Linked DNA regions of Mus musculus: regions 2 and 3 are each linked to region 1. Evidence: chromatin contacts called from public promoter capture Hi-C data. All regions are on one chromosome and are shown on one strand. Each heading gives the region's core, a stretch centred on a gene start, on an enhancer-like site or on the middle of the called end of the contact. The rest is flanking DNA. Distances are from core to core; before and after follow the strand shown.

Region 1 (3,388 bases), core at 91-2,590:
ATAGAGAAACCCTGTCTCAAAAAACCAACCAAACAAACAAACAAATAGGGGCTGGGACCAGAAAAGAACCTGCTGCTCTTCAGTGGACTCAAGTTCAGTTCCCATGTTAGAGGCAGATCACAACTGCCTGCACCTCCACCTCCAGGGGGACTGACACCCTTTTCTGGCCTCCTTGGGCCACACATTTACCTAAACACACACACGCGCACACACACAGGGCTCCTCTAGCCTAAATGGTGAACTCAAATTCAATGAGGCTGTTTCATAAGGTGGAGAACAAGCAGAAGAGGAAAACACCCAATATCCTCTTATGGCCTAGTCATGTGTACCAGAAAACAGGCGGGCAGACACCACACTGAAGCACACACACACCACCAGCATCAGAAAAATCCCATACAGTAAAGGTCATAACACAAACCATCCAAAGCAGGGCTGGAATCCATTTATAACTCAACCAGTTAGTCAATTCAGCTGCCAAAACAAACAAACAAAAAACCCAACTGATGAGAAGGTGTTCAAGTTTAGAAATAGGGCTGGTAATACACGGAGTTGGGGGTCCTTACTTCCTAACCTTCATTGATAACCACTGATCCATCGCTCTAAAGAAATCAGTTTCTTCCAACACACTAGCTGAGCCACACCAAAACCAACTGTTGGTGACCTAGCAAAAGGTCTACCTTTCATTTGCTCTTTTTTCTGCATCTCTTGGGGGAATAGGGAACCGGGTCTTGGGGGTACGGGGGAACGTGGTGAGGAATCTTCAGACTCAAGCGACCACTACAGGTCACCAGCGACCCTTTTTCTTCTGGCGGAAAGGTGACGGTTCCTGAGGGCTTCCCAAGCGACCTATTTCTTCTGGCGGGAAGGTGACGGTTCCTGGAGGCGTCCCAAGCGCCTAACATGACACATGAATGGACTCTTAAACAACCTAGTCCTAATTTAAGGGCCATATCTTCTCAATCCCAAGAATTAAGAGCGCCCTCAAGTACAACTTCCTTCTCTTAAACCCTCTCCCGGACCTGGTACTCCTGACCCCGAGAAATCCACAAAAGCAGTTGGGGAAGATAAAAAGGAATCTAAAGTGGCCTAAGATACAGTGAGAAAATAAAGTGTTAAGAAGGCCCGGGGTCCGTAAAGATTACGGTAAGAATGAGGTCTGACCCTTTCCAAGCCCAGTGCGTCCGTCTGAAGAAGTGATGAGGAGCAGGAAACTGAAGCTCAGCAAACAGGTGGCCCCGAAACGAAGCGACATCTCCACGGTGGTAGTTGCACAGAGCCACCGGATTGAGGGAACAGGATTTCCAGCAGAAGCTCCGCTCTGCCCCCTTATCGCCGTTCAGCCCAACCCCTCGGATTCCCAGATTTTTTTTTTTTTTTTTTTTTCCTAGCCAAACACTGAAGGAAGTGATGTTAGACGGATGTGGGCGGTGCCTCGAGGGTCCGCTTTGGAATGGAGTAAGTTTAAAGGTGCAGATCACGTAGAAGGATGTGGGAGTACATCTCGAGTTTGCTTTCCCTAAGTCCTTGATATCCAGGCTTAAAGAAACAGCCGGATGAGGTGGCCCGAATTGGTGAGGGCTGGGGAAAGGTTCAGGAAAACCGTTGTTAATTACGTCTGACCTCTAGCCTAGCCCCTCCCTCCAATGGACCACTACACTAAATATTCAAAATGCAAATTATTATCTTTGAGATCAGCCTATCACAACAGAGGGCTTGGAATTTCCCGCCCCCTCGCACAAGTTAAAAATACTGGACAACAGCATTTCATTGTTAGATTTCTGTTTGGGATTCCAAAGAGACTCGGTAAGCCCGTTTCGCTGTGCACGCGTCTGTGTCTTGCAGGCAAGCACTTTGGAGAAGCGCTGGACCCTTCCCCCCACCCCCACTCGCATTCGCAGGACTTCCACTCAGGCATGATGCAACCAACTGACATAAGGTCCAAGAAAACCATGCTTGGGGCCTTTTATTGCACAACTGAAGAGGTAGTCCGAGGGAACTGGGACATAAGTCATCTCAAGCACGTAAAGTGTAAAGCTTCTTTCCGTTAAGTCTGTTGCTTTTTGTATTGGGTCGAGTTACTACCTAACAAGTCAACTGCCGACTTTCCCTCCTGATGAGAGTCCATTAGAGCTCAATGCTTAGTGAAGGACATCCAAGGTGTACAACCCGAACTAGACCCCACACCACCCTTCTGTTAAATCCAAGACAAAAGGTAAGCGCAGACACAATGGGACGCCAAGGGGACCGCCGCCTCCTCCAGGAAGCAGCCCGGCCGCCAATCAGAATAGTGAGGTGCGCGAGGCATGCTGGGCTTTGTAGTCGGGAGGCAGGCGCGCAGTTGCCGTACCCACCCCCACCCCGCCTCCCTCCCGCGGTCGAGGCGGGGCCGTGCGTCACGTGGGCCTCTCCCGCCGCCGCCGCCGCTGCCGCCGCGGTCTTTCTCTGTCTCAGCTGAGGCAGCCATCTTGCTCTTGCCGCGTGCTGGTGTTGGAGGACCCTCCCCGCTGCAGGTGAGACCCCCGGCGGGCCCGCCACCCCACGGCCTCCGGCCGCTGCGCACGGTCTCCCCCCGCCCTCCCCTCTCGACACCCGCCGTCCGCTCCGGCTGCCACTTCCGCCGTGGCGCGGCGAGTGGGGGCGGAGGCGGCCGGCCGGGCCTGTCGGTTACGGGCGGCGCAGCTGGGGGTCGGCACCTGAGGGAAGGTCCCCAGCACCACCGCCCGCTGTGGAGGAGCCGGGCCCGGGCTCTGGCCGCTCAGGTCCAGACCCAGGAGGGTAGAACCCTCCTCGTCCATCACTCATTATTCACAACAACAGTGTCAGACGCTTTGAGCAGCAGATCTGTTGTCATCTCTTTTGCTCCTCCCAAACTGAGGTTAGCACCCGGCCACCAAGCTCTTGGGGCCGAACTAGGTTGCAGCGCTCTTCACTTTGTAATAGAAGTGCTTGTTTACAAGTCTCTCTTAATTTTGAGACAGTTACCTATCCTTATAACCTCTTCACACTGCCTGATGATTGATCGCCAGGCACAGTGTTACACAGCTGGTGAATGGCGGTTTCAACTTCCGTTCCCACGTTCTTTCATTATACCTAATTAGTGGCCCTCTGGAAGAATGGTAACAATAGTTACCAACTACTGAGTGTCTTACCTGAACTTGATAATCTATGCTTTAGCCTTCAACTCAGTAAAGTATGCGATGGTATACTTTTTTTAATGCGGGAGAAACAAACACAAGTACAAAGAACCTAAATACCTTTCCAAAGCCCTAAGTGGTAAAACCTCACATAAAAAGTCAGGGCTGAAAATTCAAATTATTTTTATCTTTGTAAACATGATTAAAGTACTTGGATGCTTATAATTTGGGCATCCAATAAATATTGATTCATC
Region 2 (3,894 bases), core at 298-2,797, 700 kb before region 1:
ACTTTATTGAGGAACAATTTGGTGAACTGGGAAAATACATCCCCAATAAAAATCTTTAGTATCGCCTGTAAGTTCAGGCAAAGGCTGTCTCAAGTTATTGAGGAATCATTTTAAGGAAGGTTGGTTTAAATATTTCCTTGTATTATATGAGGCTAAAATTTTACCCAGTCAATGTAACTGTAAGATTTATAAAATTTGGAGGCTGGAGAGATGCTCAGAGGTAAGACACTTGTTGCTCTTGCAAGAGGACCTGGGTTTGATTTCCTATATCCACATCCTGCCTGTGTCTCGCAACCACCTGTAACTCCAGCTCTGGGAGATCTGACACCCTCTTCTGGCTTGTAGGCACCTGCACACACATGTTATGTATATGTACATTCTGGCCTACATATATTCACATACAATTTTTTTAATTAAAAAAAATATTTCTAACCAGGGATGGTGGCAAACACCTTTAATCGCAGCACTCTGGAGTTCAAGTCAAGTGGAAGTCAGGCAGATCTCTGTGATTTAGAGGCCAGCCCCATCTATGTAGCAAGTTGCATGCCACCTAGAGATTCACAGTGAGACACTGTCTCAAACAAACAAACAAACAAACAAGACTGATAGCAAAGGTGTACTTGAAAGTATGAGATAAATAGTTCTAAAATTAGAAACGGTAAGTAGATGGCATTGAACATGTTATCAAGAAAGAAAGAATATTCACAGTGACCAGCAGAAGGAGCTCACTAAATGTCTATATAATTCATGTGAGTTCATTCACATTAAAAACACCGGGAAGACAGAGGCAAGCAGACCTCTGAATTCTAGACTAGGACTACACAGAAATGCTGTGTAGAGAAGAAGAAAGGCGCAAACAAACAAAAAAAAAAAAAAACAAAACAAAACAACAGACAAAGCAGAAGTATGAGAGAAACCATGATTTACTTTTAGGACCCCTTTCATGTGAGCTATTAGACTATGGAATCTAGAGCTATAGTTCACTAAGAATAAAATGGTGGTCTTTTCAAGAAATGTATACCAATGGAGCGACATTTTGTTTGTTTTTGCGACAGGGAAGACCTATGTAGACCTAGTTGTCCTGGGTCTTACTACATAGACCAGACTGGCTTTGAACACAGAAAGATCCACCTACTTCTGCCTCTTATGTTCTAAGATTCGAGGTATAAGCCACTGTGCCTGGCAACAATAATTTTAGATGTCTAGAGAGTTTCTTCCTTATGGGGGAGGGGAAGGAAGAAGGTCAAGTCTAGTCCCCGAGTATTGCTTGCATGGTACCTCACAAACCTTGACATCATATTTCATTCTACCCGTTAAAAATATTTTTCTATATCTCCCTGTGATTTCTTGTTGTCCATGAGTTGCTTCGAAAGGGATCATTTCCAAGTTTACTATTTTCCAACTGTAGACCGCACCCTTACAAAGAATGTGAGTGCCTGTGAGGCTGAATCTTCTATGATGTTGATAAGATGCAGTAGATTGCTGCTATCAACCTGTGACTTCCACAGTTTCCATGGGGATCACCCTTATCCCCCCTCCACAGTCCAGAAGAAAGAACTTCAGACAGCTTTTATGGCATCATTGCTCTCAGATTCCATTGGCCAGAACTCTGTCACATGACTTCACCTAATGGTGAGACAGTCTAGTGTTTTGCCTACAAAGAAGAAAATGTGTTTAGAAGAACAGCCAGAAATCTCTTTCTGTTCTCTGGAAGAACTTGTATAAGATAAGAAATGCTAGCATCATGGGTATACAGTAGAAATTGTAACATTTTGGGGACCACCAGTTTCTTTGGGGAAAAGTTTTTGTAACTGCTGATTCAATGTAATGAATTTGAGTTCTCTTTGGTCTCTCTCTTTCTCTCTACCTTCCCTTCCTCCCTCCCTCCTTCTCCCCCTCCCTCTTTCTCTTGCTCTCAACCTCTCTCTGTCTTTTTTTTTGGTTTGGTTTGGTTTGGTTTGGTTTTTCAAGACAGGGTTTCTCTGTGTAGCCCTGGCTGACCTGGAACTCACTCTGTAGTCCAGGCTGGTCTCTAACTCAGAAATCTGCCTGACCCCGCCTCCCAGGTGCTGGGATTTAAACGCGTGCACCACCACTGCCCAGCTTGTCTTTCTTTTTAATTCCCTTTCTTTATATTTTGAGTAAAAGCGTGTGGCTTACTGTCTTCGTAACAAAATCAGCTTAGAACTGCATGACAAGGCCCTTTCTCTTACTGCTTCCATTTACAATGCTCGCACCTCTCAGCTCTCTGACTAGCCAGTGCTCGCTTAGATCTGTAGTTAGGCTCAGCACAATCTTTTCAGTAGGTTTAACCTTTTCACAGAAAGAGTGTGTTAGTGGCCGTTATAGCCGCTCTGTTTCCAACCGGAACGCCTTTCCCCAGGCACACAAAGAATCCTTGCCTTTGTACTGTGTTGCTTTGTGGGGCTGGTACTATAGGAAGTCGTGCAGGGTTTAGGAAAAGTCACTGTTGGTTGGGGCGCTGTCCGCACAGGAAGCTCTGCCACTTCTTCACTCACTTTTAGAAATGATTTTTCAGATATTCATTATTTTAAGGAAGCTTTAAATATATTAGCATTCATTACCGACAGCATTTTTTATTTCAACTTCTGTGTGTTCTTTCTTTATTTTAATATGTTAACTTATGTTTCAATATAAACTTGTTGATTTTATTACTCATTCTCTGAGTCTTGATTTTTTTTTTTTCCTGTTGCTGGAGTCTACCCCAGGACTTATGTGAGGCAGGCACTCTAGCATTGGAAGAATTGGATAACTAGAAAAGTTTCTATAAAACTGTGTCCAGTGACAGCCCACTGGTGGTTTTCCTTATTTATTTTTCATTGTTCTTTTTGGTTTCAAAATTTAGAACACTGTTTTTTACAATAGTAGAGAAAATTCAAAAAAACGAAGTAGAAAAAAGGGACAATAACAAACACCCACACAATCTCTTAAATAAGTGGGATTTTTTTTTTCTTATTAGCCATATATCTGAGATGGAACATTAAGGTCAGTTTGTATTTCTCCCATAGTCCTGTTCACCCAGAGTAATGGCTGTCATAAATTTGATGTATTGCTAAGTACCATGTGCTAGGGTTGCTGAAATCTCAGTACACATGGGTTTCTCTGGGTAGCCATGGCTATACTAGAATTCTCTCTGTAGATCAGGCAGGCCTTGAACTCACAGAGTTCCATTTGCCTCAGCCTCCCTAGGATTAAAGGTGTGCACTACCACAGTCCAGCTAAGACATATCTTTTTTTAAAAAATATGTAATCCAAAAGCTCTATAGTGCTGATACTGAGGAAGTCTGCACTTAGTTTAACACTATTTTTCACGCATAACTTATTTAATGACTTTCTCATTTGGGCCATTTATAGCCTTTTTGTGTCTAAAATATCACTTTGATAAATAACCTAAATAAATAAAGAGTAAAATATCCATATCAATAACTCTAGAATTTGTTTTGTTTGCTTGCTTGCTTGCTTTTCAAGACAGGTTTTTCTGTATATCCCAGGCTGTCCTAGAACTCACTTTGTGGACCAGGCTGGCCTCCAATTCACAGAAATACTCCTTCCACTGCCTCCCCAGTACTGGGATTAAAGGTGTGCACCACTACTGCCTGGTGAATGTAGATATTTCCAAACTCAGTAAGCTACAAAATGAGAGGCACTATCTTGAAGCTAGAAATCACTTAGAAAATTAAAAATCAAAAAACAAACAAACAAAAAGCCCATGGTACTAAAACAGTCTTTTAAAACAAACAAACAAATAATGGGAGCAGAGAGATGGCTTAGCAATCAAGAACACTGGCTGCTCTTCTCAAGGACCTAGATTTGATCCCTAGCACCCATATGGTAGCTCACAACCATCCCAGGTCCAGAGGATCCAATGGCCTC
Region 3 (3,642 bases), core at 503-3,002, 820 kb before region 1:
TAAATTTGCAGTTTAGTTGACTCGCAGTACCACAGTCTCAGCATTTACTTTATCCCATGATGTGAAAGTCACCTTTAGAGATTTCAAATACAAAAGCACGAGATGTCCATAAAGCAAAAGAGAAGTGCTGTAATTGCTTTGTTCTCGGGTGGTCTGAGCACAACAGAGGGAGAGGACGCCCTATCTCTTCATCAGCCTAAGATTTGCTAGGCATTAAAACATCTTCACATTACCCTGACTCCTCGCAGGAAGTAGCTTTGCTAATCTGAGTATTTTAGAAATGAGTTATGTGGTCCCCTCTAGGAAATAAAAGCTATCCAATTTCTCAAAAACCTCGACAGTGCTCAGCAGAACTCTTGAATAAGCAGAGAAGAGAGTGTGCTGCCCAGCTTACCGGTGAGCGCAGGTCGGAAGGAAAATGAATATATTCAGGTGAAGAGTAAGGATGAAAAAGCTAATTGAATAGAGTGCCCGGATCCCCAGGGGACCCTGCTATATTAAAGATAGAGGTTATAAAGTAGAGATTCGAGCTGAGTTTTCTTTACTGTGCCCTAATCCCACCAGGACACTCAAGTCCAGCCTTTGGACAGTAAACTAAATCCAAACTTACACCTGCAAAGGGTGGTGTGTGTGTGTGTGTGTGTGTGTGTGTGTGTGTGTGTGTGTGTGTGTGTGTGTGTTAACAGGGTCGCAGCCCACTCTGGCACTCTGGTACCAGAATTACTAACCAAGGTGCCTTTCTTTTAATTTCTCTAGAGTCAGTAGGTTTTTTTTATGAATATCATTCATCAAGCAGTGCTGTGATGAGCTCTTGCACACACACACACACACACACACACACACACACACACACACACCACTTTGAGTAAATGACAAATACATAAAATATCGTTTCCTGAGAAAGCAATCTACTTGGCAATGCTATTTACTTTATCTTGATCATATTAAATATCAGAATTTGAGGCCGGGACCTTCAAGTTTTCTGTTGCTCGGAAGTTGTTGTAAGCTTTCACCGGGGTCCAAAAAACAGTGAAAACGCTCACAGTGCTGGAGCAAGAAGGGGTCATACTTGAAAACCTTCCGGACTTTTCTAAGCTACCTCTGCCAAAAGACTACAGAGGAGAAAGTCCCACGTTAGTGCAAACCCTTTTACCCGGCAGTTTCATGCAAACCGACCCGCAGTAGGCACTTAGTGAGAGGCAGAAAAACAAAAATCCCCTCCTGAGATGGGGTAAAGTTCTGTCCACCAGAGCCAACCCCAGAGTCTTTGGAGAGGATGCGAACACATCTTTTGTGTCCCAGACTTGGACTAAGTCTGGGTGCAGCAGGGAAGAAGCTGGAGCCGGGCGCTCCTTCTGTGCGCGCAGAAAAGCCCGGGGGTGGGGGTGGAGGAGCTGCAAAACCGTTAGCTCACTTTTTTTTCCTTCCTCGCAAAGGTCTCTTTTCTCTTCTCTTCCTGTCCAAATATTTCAAATTTCCGCGCCTTAAATAACAGCCTCCTTTTATTTAGCTAGTTTCCTCGGCAGGTTTGGCCGCTGGCTGGTCTCTGCCCCTCTATGGACCCGGGATGCCTCTCGCACCTCGGTGCCTCCTGCAGCCCCCACATCACCCCATGCCCTGCGCGCTGCACAGAGCGTGCCCGCACGAGCCACAGCCTCTGCCCTTCGTGGCCTCGCTTGACCTGGCTGTCCCGGGCACCCGGAGCCACCAAGGCTGCCCCCAGCCCAGTCCGGAGCTGGCCTGTCTCCCAGCCCAGTTTCCTTCCCTGAGCTTTAGGACGGGTCCCGCCCGGGGCTTGGAAGCCCACAACCCTGCGGCAGCAAAAGGCAAAGGGCGGGAGGAGAGCTACAAAGGAGGCCGGTGGCCGCAGCCAGAGTCAGCCCCCAGCCGTGGGTAACCTTGGAGGCGCCCTCGAGTGAGTGTGAGCGCGGAGATCGTGGCTAGCCGGCGCACCCGGAGGGGCGGGAGGAGGGAGCTGGGAGTTGGGAAAGGGGAACCGCTCCCCAAGAACCCCAGGAGTTGTGGGCGACCACAGCAGCCAGCTCCAGGTGCTGGCCCCGGGGCAGCCCTCCCGCTGGGTAAAGTTGGCCCCGGGGCTGCGGCTGGAGGGCAGTGCGCGAGCTGAGGAGAGCAGGCCGGTGAGTTCCTGGCTGGCCGCGGAGGTGAGCTGGCGGCCGGAGCCGCGGGCGCGCTGCACCACTCGGTGCCCTACTCAGAGTAGCTCTCCCTTCCTCCCCTGGCGATGACAGCTGAGGACAGCCGGGCTTCCCAGCCAGGCGTCCAACTGCTAAGAAGACAAATTCTTCTCTGGCTTTTTACCGTCTTGGACTGTTCACAAAACTGCCCCAAGGTTTTGCTTTTCCTCCGTAGTATACTAGACATCCGGAACCGAAAATACACCTTCTTCATTCAAAAAGACCCCAGCCTGAGCGGTGACCTTCAGGGCTGGGGTGTGCAGAACACCTAGGATTATGGGGGTTTTTTGTTTGTTTGTTTGGTTGGTTGGTTTTTTTGTTTTGTTTTTTGTGGGTTTTCTCTTTTTTCTTTCTTCTTTCTTTTTCTTTTTTTCAATCTTCAGCGGTGCCTCAAAAGAACCCCCCTTTTCTCCCAACCCCCAGATCTGTATATAGACCTGGTAAATTAAGATTCCAGGGAAATATTTTGCCATCTGTGCAGAGACACTGTGTGGACTTTAGGTGTTAGGATGTGGTTTTGGAATTTTCTGTGCTGTCTTTAACTCTCAGTAGACATTAAAATAACAGCTTGGTCTCGGCCAGCAAGTGAGCAAAGGTTATCCCAGCTACCACAGCACCTGCAGAAGCACAAGTGGAACTCACACATTTTGCTTCCCGTGTTCTAAAATGGATTCTGAGCCATCCAGAGAAATCCGCACAGAGGGGAACCTGAGAACAGAGGTGTACATATTAAAAATTACACAGGTACTGTACTAAAACTGTCTCACCTAATCTCTGTGTGTTTCTGTCTCGCTGATCAAAGCAGAATTTCAACTTAGGCCTGCTCAATAATTTTATATACAGCCTTTTTCCTCTTCCCTCACACTCCATTCCAAAATAAAACAACCAGCCAAAACTAGCAGCTCTTTGGGGGAGGAAGTAAGAAACCACCAATTTCTATCCAACTATACTTAATGTCTTCTGAGTACTAAGAAGAAATCCTAATTTCAACCGGTTCTAGGGAAGAAATAATTTACCAGAAGCACAACATTTAATTGGTATAATTATGATGATATTGTCTTTTTTACATACAAATAATAGAGTTTCTGTAGTTGTTAAGTAAAAACCCAGATTTCTTCCTGAGAATATTTGGACATGGAGGCTTCTGCTCGTAATATTTCATCAGTACAGCAAGTCTCTTAGAAAAATCTGGAACGTTATCTTAACCATGTAGAGAACAGTATCATGTTGGCAGATTTTGTTTCTGTTTTTCAAATTAGTTACATAAATAGTGAAAGTTCCATATAAAGACAAAATTCCCCAACATGCTTTGATGTTGGATTTTAACTTAGAAATGCAACTAAATAATCAACCATATTAAAATACTGTCCACTTCCCTGATCCTGCTCAGTGTAGTGTGTACACTTGCTGGAAAAGAGGTCTGTTATGAGTTTTAAATGTGTGCTTT

Evidence for each region. Promoter capture Hi-C pulls out the DNA fragments that hold promoters and counts their contacts.
Region 2: a contact with region 1 is called in a promoter capture Hi-C map of stem cell-derived epiblast-like cells, with 2.3 times the contacts expected there. The contact joins the promoter of 4930522H14Rik here to the promoter of Txndc12 in region 1. A contact is called at or near these places in 2 of 39 promoter capture datasets (neutrophils and stem cell-derived epiblast-like cells) and 1 of 115 datasets of contacts at active chromatin or transcription factors (bone marrow-derived macrophages).
Region 3: a contact with region 1 is called in a promoter capture Hi-C map of pre-B cells, with 4 times the contacts expected there. The contact joins the promoter of 9630013D21Rik here to the promoter of Txndc12 in region 1. A contact is called at or near these places in 8 of 39 promoter capture datasets (the C10 cell line, the HPC-7 cell line, cranial neural crest and 4 more), 4 of 484 Hi-C or Micro-C datasets (B cells, pre-B cells and uterus), 8 of 115 datasets of contacts at active chromatin or transcription factors (the SCID.adh cell line, astrocytes, bone marrow-derived macrophages and 5 more) and 2 of 9 other capture datasets (adipose tissue and liver).

Annotation. Positions count from the first base shown.
Region 1 is chr4:108,832,630-108,836,017 of GRCm38.p6, reverse strand. It overlaps Txndc12 (thioredoxin domain containing 12 (endoplasmic reticulum)), which reads right to left and starts at 1,340. Exons shown (of 7, transcript NM_025334.3): 1 at 1,162-1,340. The coding sequence starts at 1,252. It overlaps Btf3l4 (basic transcription factor 3-like 4), which reads left to right and starts at 2,378. Exons shown (of 6, transcript NM_027453.3): 1 at 2,378-2,510.
Region 2 is chr4:109,528,950-109,532,843 of GRCm38.p6, reverse strand. It overlaps 4930522H14Rik (RIKEN cDNA 4930522H14 gene), which reads left to right and starts at 1,547. Exons shown (of 5, transcript NM_026291.3): 1 at 1,547-1,632. The coding sequence starts at 1,617.
Region 3 is chr4:109,655,698-109,659,339 of GRCm38.p6, reverse strand. 9630013D21Rik (RIKEN cDNA 9630013D21 gene) reads left to right here and starts at 1,752. Exons shown (of 5, transcript NR_166454.1): 1 at 1,752-1,915; 2 at 2,745-2,939.